2 separate regions of the Capsicum annuum genome follow, and region 2 is linked to region 1. A link is a contact called in public Hi-C data. All regions are on one chromosome and are shown on one strand. The core of a region is the stretch at or near the end of the contact, and the rest is flanking DNA. Distances in the headings are between cores, read along the strand shown.

Region 1 (5,225 bases), core at 485-2,984:
AAATTTGAGTATTAATTTTACGTTAAAGAAAAATAAAAGTAATACCATAATTACTTTTATTTTTTCTAAAAGAAAATATAATTTTTTTTATATTTGGCTAACCCCTTCTTGAAGGAAAATTTTGAGATCTTTATAAATAGAAGACGCCTCTCAAATCACAACATAATAATATTCACAATATAGTCCTTAAAGAGTCTTGTTTAGGATAAATTTCTTTCATTAGATTTTGTTTTTTCAATATTAGCTTTTAATATGTAGATTGAATGACTAAATCATATTTATATTATGCATTTTAGTATGTTTTTCTTATTTGTCTGAATTATCACTTCTATGATTTGTAAATTATTAGTTTCTGCATGACGCCCTTTCAATTTTGAATCCAACAATTTCTAATTCTATCTTTTTTTGTATGTTCATACACCCATCGTAATATTTTCATTTTTGTCACTTTCATTTTTTTATATGTGAGAGTTTTTAACTGATCAAACAGTATCTTAATGATAAGGAAGTTGTTGTTAATGGTCTCTTTTGCGTGCTCTTTTTTTTTTTTTTGTTTTTGTTTTTGCTAAGCATAATGCTGCATACATGTGCAGATTTTTTTTCAAAATTGTAATTAGTTTTTCCCACCTTGTATGCACGTGGCGTCGTAGACCATACATTTTTTCCAACAGTACATAAAGTTTTTTTTACACAATAATTATTTTCTTTAAAAATTCCAACAGTATATAAAGATTTTTTTTACAAACTAATTATTTTATTTTTTTAAAAAAGAACATAAATAAGAAACACATTCTCTCTCAAACAACAGATCGTTTCTTTTGCAAATACTTCTCAAGTTCCGTTCAAATGTTCAAGAATATGTGTTAATGTCAACTTTTATTCCTTTTAGTTTAATTTTTAGAATCTTTAAACGTTAAATTTTGATTTTGTTTCTGATCATTTTGTAAAAGTTGCCTTTTAAGTTTGGCGGCACCTGTTCATTAGACGAGACTCAAAATATGAGCCTTTATTTTATTTATTTTATATCAAAATACACTGAATGACATTCTCGTCAATTCCTTCATTTATCTTCATTTGTCTGAATAACATATTCAAGATACATGAAACTTTCCTCTTTTAAATGCTTATGACTTTCGTAAACCTCATATATTACGTCATTAAATTTACACTTAAAATATTTTATCTCAATCCTATTTGAGCTAAACTCTTTAGACTCTAGAGTGGATTTTCATAAGTGTATTTCAAATTAATTAACTAAATTATCTTTCCATCCATCTTTACTTGTTCATTTTTTTTCATTTTGAAATGCCCAACAATACTTGTCCAATTTATGAAATTAATGAATAATTTATCTATTTTATCTTGGTATTAAATATGATACATCACTCATTGTATTTTTTAAATAAAAAATTATTATATTCAAAGGATGCCATAACAAAATCATCCTTTTATTTATTGCTTTTTAAAATATATGAAGTCAAAAGTGGACAAATATTTATGAACAGAGGGAGTATAATTACAAACTTTTTTCCATTTTAATTGTGTCTGCTTTAGACTAGACACGAAATTTAAAAGTAAAAAGGAATTTTAAATTTTTTAATTTTCTAAATTAAAGCTATAGAAAATATATCAAGATAATTTCTTAATCTTATATATTAAATATTTTATATAAAAAGTCAAATTAAAAATTGGCCAAAAAAAAAAGCAACACAAAATGAAGGAGTTCTACTACTGTGCAAGACATCAACATCTGTTGACCAAAGTTATTTTTTTCTTAGCATCTTCTATACCAAAAAAAAGCCAAAATAATAATTGAAAAGAAAAAAACAATTTTCCAAACCTCCCCAAAGTCAATACAATCATATATACATCGCCGGCGCATCATCGGAGAGAAATCTCATCATATAAAAATCCCAGCATCAATGTTTACTACACGTCAGATCGCTGCCGTTACCCTAACACTTCCTCTCTTAATCACCGCCGCCGTCATTACGACCGTTGACTCCGCCGCCGTTGACGTGGCCGTCGACGGTGTCACTTCGCTCACCGCTTACGACTTACTGTCAAGCTACGGCTTCCCTATTGGAATTCTACCAAAAGGTGTTACTGGATACAATCTGGATAAGAGTACCGGGAAGTTCAGTGTTCATCTTAACGGCGATTGCAGTTTTGCTCTAGAAGGTTCTTATCAGCTTCGGTATAAATCGAAGTTCGGTGGATACATAGCGAATAATAGGCTTACGAGTTTATATGGAGTTAGTGTGAAAGTACTTTTTTTGTGGTTGAATATTGTGGAGGTTGTTAAGGATGGTGATAATCTTGGGTTTTCTGTTGGAATTGCTTCGGCGAGTTTCCCACTTGATAATTTTCTGATTTGTCCGCAATGTGGACGTGGATTGAATTGTAATAACAGTGGAGAAATTTTGAAGATTCGAAACAGTCATCTTGTGTCTTCTGTTTAGCTGCGTACAAAAAGGATGATGGAATTTGCTGAAAGAGGTTAGTTAGATAGTAAAGTGTTGTCTTGCTTTCCCTGATTATTAGTTGTACTATTAGTCGTAGTATTACTATTGCAGTTTCTTGTACGTTGAGTTCAGTTACTATCTGTTGTTTTTTGAGCTTTGATTATCGTGTCTTGTTGTAATTACTGTTCAGGATGATTTGTTAGGTTGTCTATAGTATTTTGCCACGGCTTCTTCATTTCCATTATTCCTTTTTCTGTACTGCTATGGACTTTTTTTTTTTTTGGTATACAATCTACGCTGGATAAGTTGTTGCATTGTTTTGTGGTAATGATAATTTGCTCGTTTATGAAAGAAAAAATGATAATAGATTAAAAGGAGGAAGGGTCAACAATGAACACAAAATTATGAAGGCATTTGATTTTTCTGATTATGTGCTACTTCATTCGTCTGTCAACTGATATTTGATTCACTTGAAGAACTTATTAGATGTTTAAAAAGGGCGGCCTGGTGCACAAATTTATGATGAAGCACTACAAATTTCATGAATTTTTGTATTGTTTATGTTACAGTAACTAATTCAATGAAACAGTAGCTCAAACTATCAACTGGTATTAATAAAACTTTAAGTGCAATCACAATTAAAATAGCTTACTTCAATGGAAATTGCATGAAAGTAATGTAACTAGAAATAGGTACCAGAAGGGGATGAGATGCCAGCAGAATGACCTAGGGAGAGGTACTAGAACAGGATGAGATGCCAGAAGAATGGGGGATGAGTAACCTTAGCACATAATTTACATTTCCTACGCAGAGTGATACCCTTTACTGTTTATTGTGTCGTCAGCCTGGATCCCAAATTAACCTTTGTGAGGGCCTGGCCCAATTTCTACTTCTCAGCCCAATATCCATTTGTCTGATACCCTTGTGTGCAACTGTATTGGGCTGGATCTGATTCATAGCAGTTTAGGTACCTTGATTTGTGACATTGTTAGCAGTTGAAGGAACATTTTGAAGCTTCCCTTATTTAATCAACTAGATAAAGCTGTCACGTATCAGGAAAAGAAATGGTGTGTTGGAATAATTGATCATTAGCAGATAGACATGGCCAAAAGTAAATCTGATCAGTATTTAATCTACAATCCAGTACTCTTCTATGATGACCTCTTTTTAGTTTTTGTACCCGGGAAAGTGATTTCCTTTTGTCTAATATCTGATGGAAATCAAGGTAACGGGTGATTTCCTTTTGTCTAATATCTGATGGAAATCAGGGTAACTCTTACAGTTCCTTTTTTTTTTCCGTTCATAACTAAATGAGAAGCGCGAGGATTCCTTTTTGCCGCCACTCCGGCATTTAAATATGTGGAAGAAAGTCTCCCTTCGTCCTTCCTGGCCCTACTCACCGCCAAATATGAATATAAAGGTCTTGTTGTGAACAGTAATTGCACTTATTGATCATTTGTTAGGGTGTTTATCAATAAATAGTTGGTCACTTTCAGTTTTGGGTGTTCCTTTTATTCCCCCTTAGTGTGTGTGTATAAGCATCTGCATATCTCTATGCTTGTCAGAAGATGCTCAGGATTCAGCAGATTAGGTAGATTGATTTTTTATGGAATTTGTGAGGAGGATCCGTGAAGCATTACTTGCTTGCTCCTCAAGTCATCTGTAGTAGCGTGAGCCTTGAAGCTGATACTCATCCCATGGCTGTGCCCTGTGATGTTATTCTGTACGCTTTTGCATATTTTGTTAATCCTCTACAAGGTCAACCTCTAAGTATTTCATGCCTAAAATTAAATGAAAGAATGAGATAAGGAAAAAGAACCAAAATAAGAGCTTGATCTAAAATTCATCTTTGATGACAGAAATCCAAAGACCATTCCCCCATCCTTGTTTAACAAGACACGATGATTAGTAAGAGAGTTATATTTGTCTGCTTTTCCAGAGAAAACATGGTTGAATTCTTGGTTAAGAATTTTAAGTAGGGTAGTAGGTCACATTTTAACTGGTGGAGAAACATTCAGTAACGGGGTGGGGGTGGGGGTGGGGGTGGGTGTATTCTTTTAACTGTGGTGTAGGGAGGTGCTGAGATGAGAGAATACTCGTGCTAGAGCTCCCAAAAGCGTAGAACAAGTGTAAATTTTGGAAAATTTCAGACTAGGTCATATTTGTAATTTTGGACTGGCTCCTGACTTTCATCTAATCACAGTCATCATCGTACTTGGGCAGTACGCCACAGTGCCATCTGCACAGTGCCCATCGTGGTGAACCTTACCGTGTTGAGAATCACATCGTGGTGACTGGTACCATCCCACACTAAGAAAAAAATCTCATGGGTCTCTAATATTCTTCATTGCAGGACAGTTACCATAGCGGTGAACTTCAGTGCATTGGGCATCCATCGCACTCAATGAGGGTGTATCAACCCTTAGAAATATTTCATCTTCTTAGGTAAAACGTGTATAACTTCTTCTATCGAACCCGAATATATAAATTCGTGTTAAAATCTAATGATGTTACCTAACTAGAGGTGGATTTGGAGAGGAAGTAATTGAAGCTTAGCTTGCTGGAAAGCAAATTATTCTGTCGCTTAGTTTGTATAGGAGTGTAAATGAAATAAGAAACAAACATAATAAGAAAATTTGAGATATGGTAAATACTGTTGAGATATTCTAGATATGGTACAATATATTTAGACTTTAATTGTAGAATATTCTAGAAGATTTACATTAATTGTAGGTATTTATTTCTGTCCATTCTTTTCCT
Region 2 (5,482 bases), core at 566-3,065, 170 kb after region 1:
CAAGAAAGTATCGAAACAGGAAAAAAGTTCTCAACTTTAGTCTAACTAGGAGCTAATGGTTGATGAGAGAAACAAGTGTACGCAAATGACTTTCGAGATTTATGAGGATTTTTGTGCACACTTAATTAAGCTGATAATTAGTTTTTGACAAGTTGCCCGTTTCTTACGAAAACAAGACTACGAATTGCCCAATTGAGCAGTGACACTTAACCGGTTGTCCAATATCTGGATCTGGCGCAACGAAACAAAAATAAAAAAGAGGATGAAGTGGAAAAATTGATTTGAACTTTGAAGAACGGGAAAAGGCTATTTATAGAAATTGCTGAAGTATTTGGCGCCTTTGTCACAGGCTTATTTTTCACTGCATGCCCATGTGGCGCCTATAGTTTCCCTGGCTATAGACTAGCCTTCCTCATTTCTCAGGTCCTTAACACGTTCTTGTGCCTGTGGGGAACTTGCCTTAGAGGCTTGCCCCCTTTGGTGCCGCTCTATCATTGTCGACTGACATGACCGATGTATAAGCAACTCTTATGGCGCACCTTCATATGTTGGATCTAGCCCATATGCACTTGCAGGGAAGGCTACAAACATACTTGTCTCTTGCTTGGGCCTGAGCATCGCTATCACGTGCACAGTCATATTCTCAAGCTTGACAGTCGCCTCGTGCATGTGCACTTGGCCTTTGCTTCGCTCGAGTAGGATAACCTTTAATCCTTGGCCTTGATCTCAAGCGTCTTCCTTAAACACGCCTTCTTATGTCATATGGCATAGCCAAACATAGCCCACACAACTTGCATTCAACTTGCAGAACACAGAGTCGCCCCACGAGTGTGCGTCTAAGCCAGCAGACCCTTGTTCACTTGGTTGAACCTTTGTCGAGCTCACAAGTTAGCTCATGAGTCTCTAGGGAGAGTATCTCAATTGTTCTATGTTCCCTAAATGGCTAATAGGCTAAAAAATGATCCTAAATGCCATTACCTAAAGGGAAATATTCCTTCATCGCCATCCTCATCATGGTGGGTTACAAAAACTCCTTTTCATCTCTAAAACATCGCCAATTACCTTGAGTTAAGATCTTTGGGGTAATCCGGTTTGTATCACCTATTTATTGAAACAATTAGTGTTTAAGCACCTCAAGTCTTCACTCGTTGCTTTCTACCTGAAACTAATTATCGCGATGATAACCATGTGTCCAAATCACTAGGTAACTTTGTCTACTAAGACTAGAATAGATGAGAGAAATATTTTTGTCTTTGTTGGAATTTAAACTTAAGACCTCGTGGTTCTCAACCGCTTCATTAATCACTAGGTTAGACTGTTAAGTGCAAGCTTAGTTCCAACTGAACTTATACTGATAAAGGCAAAACTTCATTTCAGAACCTACAAATTGTATCGCAAAATGCCTAATTTTAGTTCCTAGGGTGCAAAAACTTGAATAGTAGGACACTTTCCTTCTTAAGCCCACATAATGTACAACCCGACCCGTCAAAATTTGGACTCACGGCACTCTTTGTTAAATAGATCTTTTTAAGTTTATTTTTTAATTAAATGAATCATAATTTTTTTATTTAGGGAGATGACCCATTTCAGAGACAGATAGGACAATAGATATATAGATAGATTGATTATCAATTCGATAGGTTTATTATTTATCTGACAGATATATAGACAGATCAATTATCAATCCGACAGATCAATTATCGATCCGACTTATATATAAACAGATTGATTATCAATCTGACAAATGAAAATTAAAAATAAATTATTTTGCTAATTGAAAACTTGAAAAGAAAATATCATTTTGCTAATTGAAAACTTGAATAGCATTAATGGCCAAATTTTCTCGACTCGCACTCCAACCCTTTCCCGCTTTTCTTCCACATTCCAGCAACACAACAATCCTCCAAAACTTCTAAAAATCAAAATTCAATACAAACACACACACTCTCTCTCTTTCTTCAGTTAATTAGTATTAATTATAAAACAATTCAATTCAATTCACCTTTACCAATTTTGTTCAACAATTATGCTGCACGAACTCTTACTGGCCCTCTTAGGTTACACGGGAGATCTCATCATCGACGTTAGAGAACAACAAGAACAAACCGGGACCCACATTCCCTTATCACCAGATGCACCCATTTCTCATCAACACACTTTTAAGCTTGCTCCTGATATCTCCTTCATTCAACCCAGTGAAAGGTTTGCTATTTATTGTCCCTTTTTTATTTTTCTTCCTCTTCTATGTAAATAAATAACTGGTAAAGTTGTTGCACGTTTCTAGGAGTTCACGGGTTCAATTGTGGAAATAGCTTCTTGCAGAAATGTAGGGTATAATAAACACTTGTGATCCGGCCCTTCCCTGGGCTGTGGCTGCCTTTTTATCTTTTTTCTATTCGAGTAATGTAATTCATTTTTAGTCCATTTAAGAGATGTGTACCTCAATTTATTGTCTTCTCGTCTTCTATGTTACCCTACCAACAATTGAATAATTTTTTCTGACTTTGTTTTTCTATTTGCATAAATGCAATTCAATTTTAGTCCGTTTAGAGATTTGTAACCTCAATAGATGGTGTAAGTACCCAACCTTAAGCTTGCCCTTGATTTATCTTTCATCCCACCCGCTGAAAGGCTTGCTATTTATTGTGTCTTTTATATTTTTATGTTACCGTACTTACTCCACCCTTACACCTTGGAGTAATTGGTAAAGTTGTTGTCATGTGACCAGGAGGTCATGGGTTCAAACCTTGAAAACAGCCTCCGGCAAAAATGCAAGGTAAGGCTGCATACAATATACCCTTGTGGTAGGGCCCTTTCCTGCGCATAACGGGAGCTGTAGTGCACCGGGCTGCCCTTTTTTTTGTTACTGTACTTACTCCACCCTTACGCTATCAAAAAAGTAAAAAAGACAACTTTTTTCTTTTTTAGAACTGTTTAGAGATGTGTATATTGGTAGAAAATGTAAAGAGGCTCTAGTGTTAGAACCCAAAATGGTCGAGTTTGCAATAAAACTAGTCCAAATGGAGGGAAATGGATAGTGAGGATTCATATAGCTAGACCAACAACAACAACAACATATCCAGTGAAATCCCCACAGGTATGCAAACCTTCCCCCTACCTCGTGGAGTTGTAAACATGGAAAAAGTTTGTTTCATTTTGATGGTTAATATATAAAACCTCACTGCTTTCGGAAATATCTGCATTCAAACCAATTATAACAATGTGGTTTTCTTCCTTTAGTTCATAAAATTGCTCCTACAATTTCTTGGGCCTTATTTATATAGCTTAGTTGTAAAGTGTAGGTGCTTCTTGTGGTTTTGGATTTAGGTGCAGGATGTCTTTGAGAGGATTATTGTCAAAGAAAGCATTAATTTCCTTTCAAATGGAATATTTAGAATCTTGGTGCATTTTTAAGCTGCCTTTGCTTATTTAGCTAAACAGTATGCAGCCACTTATCATTTAAACATATAAATGCTCTTATGGTAGCTAGGACCTTTGATGTATTACCTTTATAATATTTGGCTGTAACATATTGTGATTTTGGGTTTGGGTGTAGGGATGTCATTGAGAGGATTATTACTCTAGGATTTTACTACAGAGAGCTAGACCGCTTTGCAGCCAAGTCTCGTAATTTAAGTTGGATCAGGTCCCCGAATGAGTCACCTCTGTTGAGGACATCCCAACTATTAAAAGGGAAAACATCGAAGCACAGTGTGTACAGGAGGGCCATTGCGAATGGTATTGTTGAGGTGTTGTCAGTTTATAGGTCTGTTGTTCTACACATTGAGCAAAAGTTACTGTCTGATTCACTGCCTATCGTGGCAACACTTACTCAAGGCCTCAATAAGGTGGGTCATTTGTTTCCTCTATGTAATAGACTTTGTTTCGGTTCTTCTTTGCTTATGATCACATTATTGATGACTATTTGTCTACTGTGAAAAGAGGCAAGCAAAAGCAGAAATGTAGATCATCACTTTAATATGTTGTCATGGAATTCTGTATTTGAATCATAGACCCGTATGGCGATTGTTCTTTTTCGTTTGCTTAATTCAACAACAACAACAACAACAAACCCAGTGTATTCCCACCTAGTGGGGTCTGGGGGGGTAAGATGTACGCAGTCCATACCTCTACCTCTGATGAAGTAGAAACCGAAAGACCCCCGGCTCAAGGCACGAGATACCACACAAACACATAGTAAAGCACAGAAGCAGATTACATAACATAAATACGGCACCCATAAGGAATATAAAACAGAGAAAAGCAGAGAAAAGCACACAGATTCGTAATAAACATGGAACACTGAATACAGAATCATAACAGGAATAAAACCCCCACCAAGTAATTCCCTACACTAGCGACCCAAACTGGCCCTAATTCAATGATACTAAAAACTGGAGTGAGAAATTGTTAGATTGGCTGGTTTCTTTGACTGTATCAAGTCTTTTATGCATGTTTCTTCTGGTGCATAGCTCCTTGTTTCTTTATCCTAGTCAACCGTAAGTGCGCTTGGCTGATTTTAAAGTTTTCTGTTTTCCTTTTCTTTTTCTAGTAGCTTATCCCTTCTTTTTTTTTTTTTTGACAATGGTAACAAACTATATATAAATCATCAGCAAAAAAGCTGGAAGCCAAAATTACATCATTGAATCTACATCCAAAAGAGTAAAAACAATAGACTAACACTAAATCCTATCTCATCTTACAAGGATCCTAGGATGTCTACCATAGAAACTGGGTCATCTATATACTCCGAGCTACACCTATAGCAAAACTTATAATGCAGCTCATCTTTAACTTTTGAAGAGAGTTGTTTCCTTCAAAACACCTATAGTTTCTCTCTTTCCAAATGGTCCACCATATTACTGCCGGGACAATTCTCCATCTGCCTTTGTTAGTGCTACCACCACCCTCAGAATTCCAGCTATTTAGTGCCTTCCCTGTTCTTCCCGACATCGTCCACCTTATGCCTCTGAAGCTGGTAAAAAGATTCCAAAGCTGGCTGACCACTTTACAGTGAAGAAATAGATGATTAATTGTCTCTACATTATGTTCACAAAAAAAGCATCTTGAGCACATATGTTTGCCTTCTTCATTAGGTTCTCCTGAGTTAAAACAGCTTCCTTCACGACCAACCAAGTGAACATAGCTACTTTATATGGAATTTTTACTTTCAGCTTCCAAGGCAAAAAACTGATCTGAGACCCCATCTGATTCATGTCTTTATAGGCAGAACTTACAGTAAAAATAGTCTTGCATCAATCTTCTGTAGGTCAAGTTCCAGCCTTGATTTGACCACACATCATGTAAAGTAGAATTCTGTTGCTGATTTAAAATATATGTCAGGGAACAGTTGCTTAAGACTTCCATTTCCTAGCCAGTTATGCTTATCCCTTCTTACTGAACCTGCATTTCTCTGCTTTTCACTAAAATTTTATTAGTTCTTGACGTGGCACTTATTTTGTTCTCATCAAGGCTTGACACT

The links. A called contact is a pair of places that touch in the nucleus more often than the background predicts.
Region 2: a contact with region 1 is called in a Hi-C map of placenta, with 3 times the contacts expected there. The contact joins the promoter of LOC107864039 here to the promoter of LOC107864043 in region 1. A contact is called at or near these places in 3 of 5 Hi-C or Micro-C datasets (leaf and placenta).

Annotation. Positions count from the first base shown.
Region 1 is chr3:28,109,578-28,114,802 of UCD10Xv1.1, forward strand. It overlaps LOC107864043, which reads left to right and starts at 1,735. Exons shown (of 2, transcript XM_016710298.2): 1 at 1,735-2,499. The coding sequence starts at 1,923. The coding sequence ends at 2,462.
Region 2 is chr3:28,278,784-28,284,265 of UCD10Xv1.1, forward strand. It overlaps LOC107864039 (gamma-tubulin complex component 4), which reads left to right and starts at 1,816. Exons shown (of 16, transcript XM_016710292.2): 1 at 1,816-2,202; 2 at 3,557-3,848. The coding sequence starts at 2,027.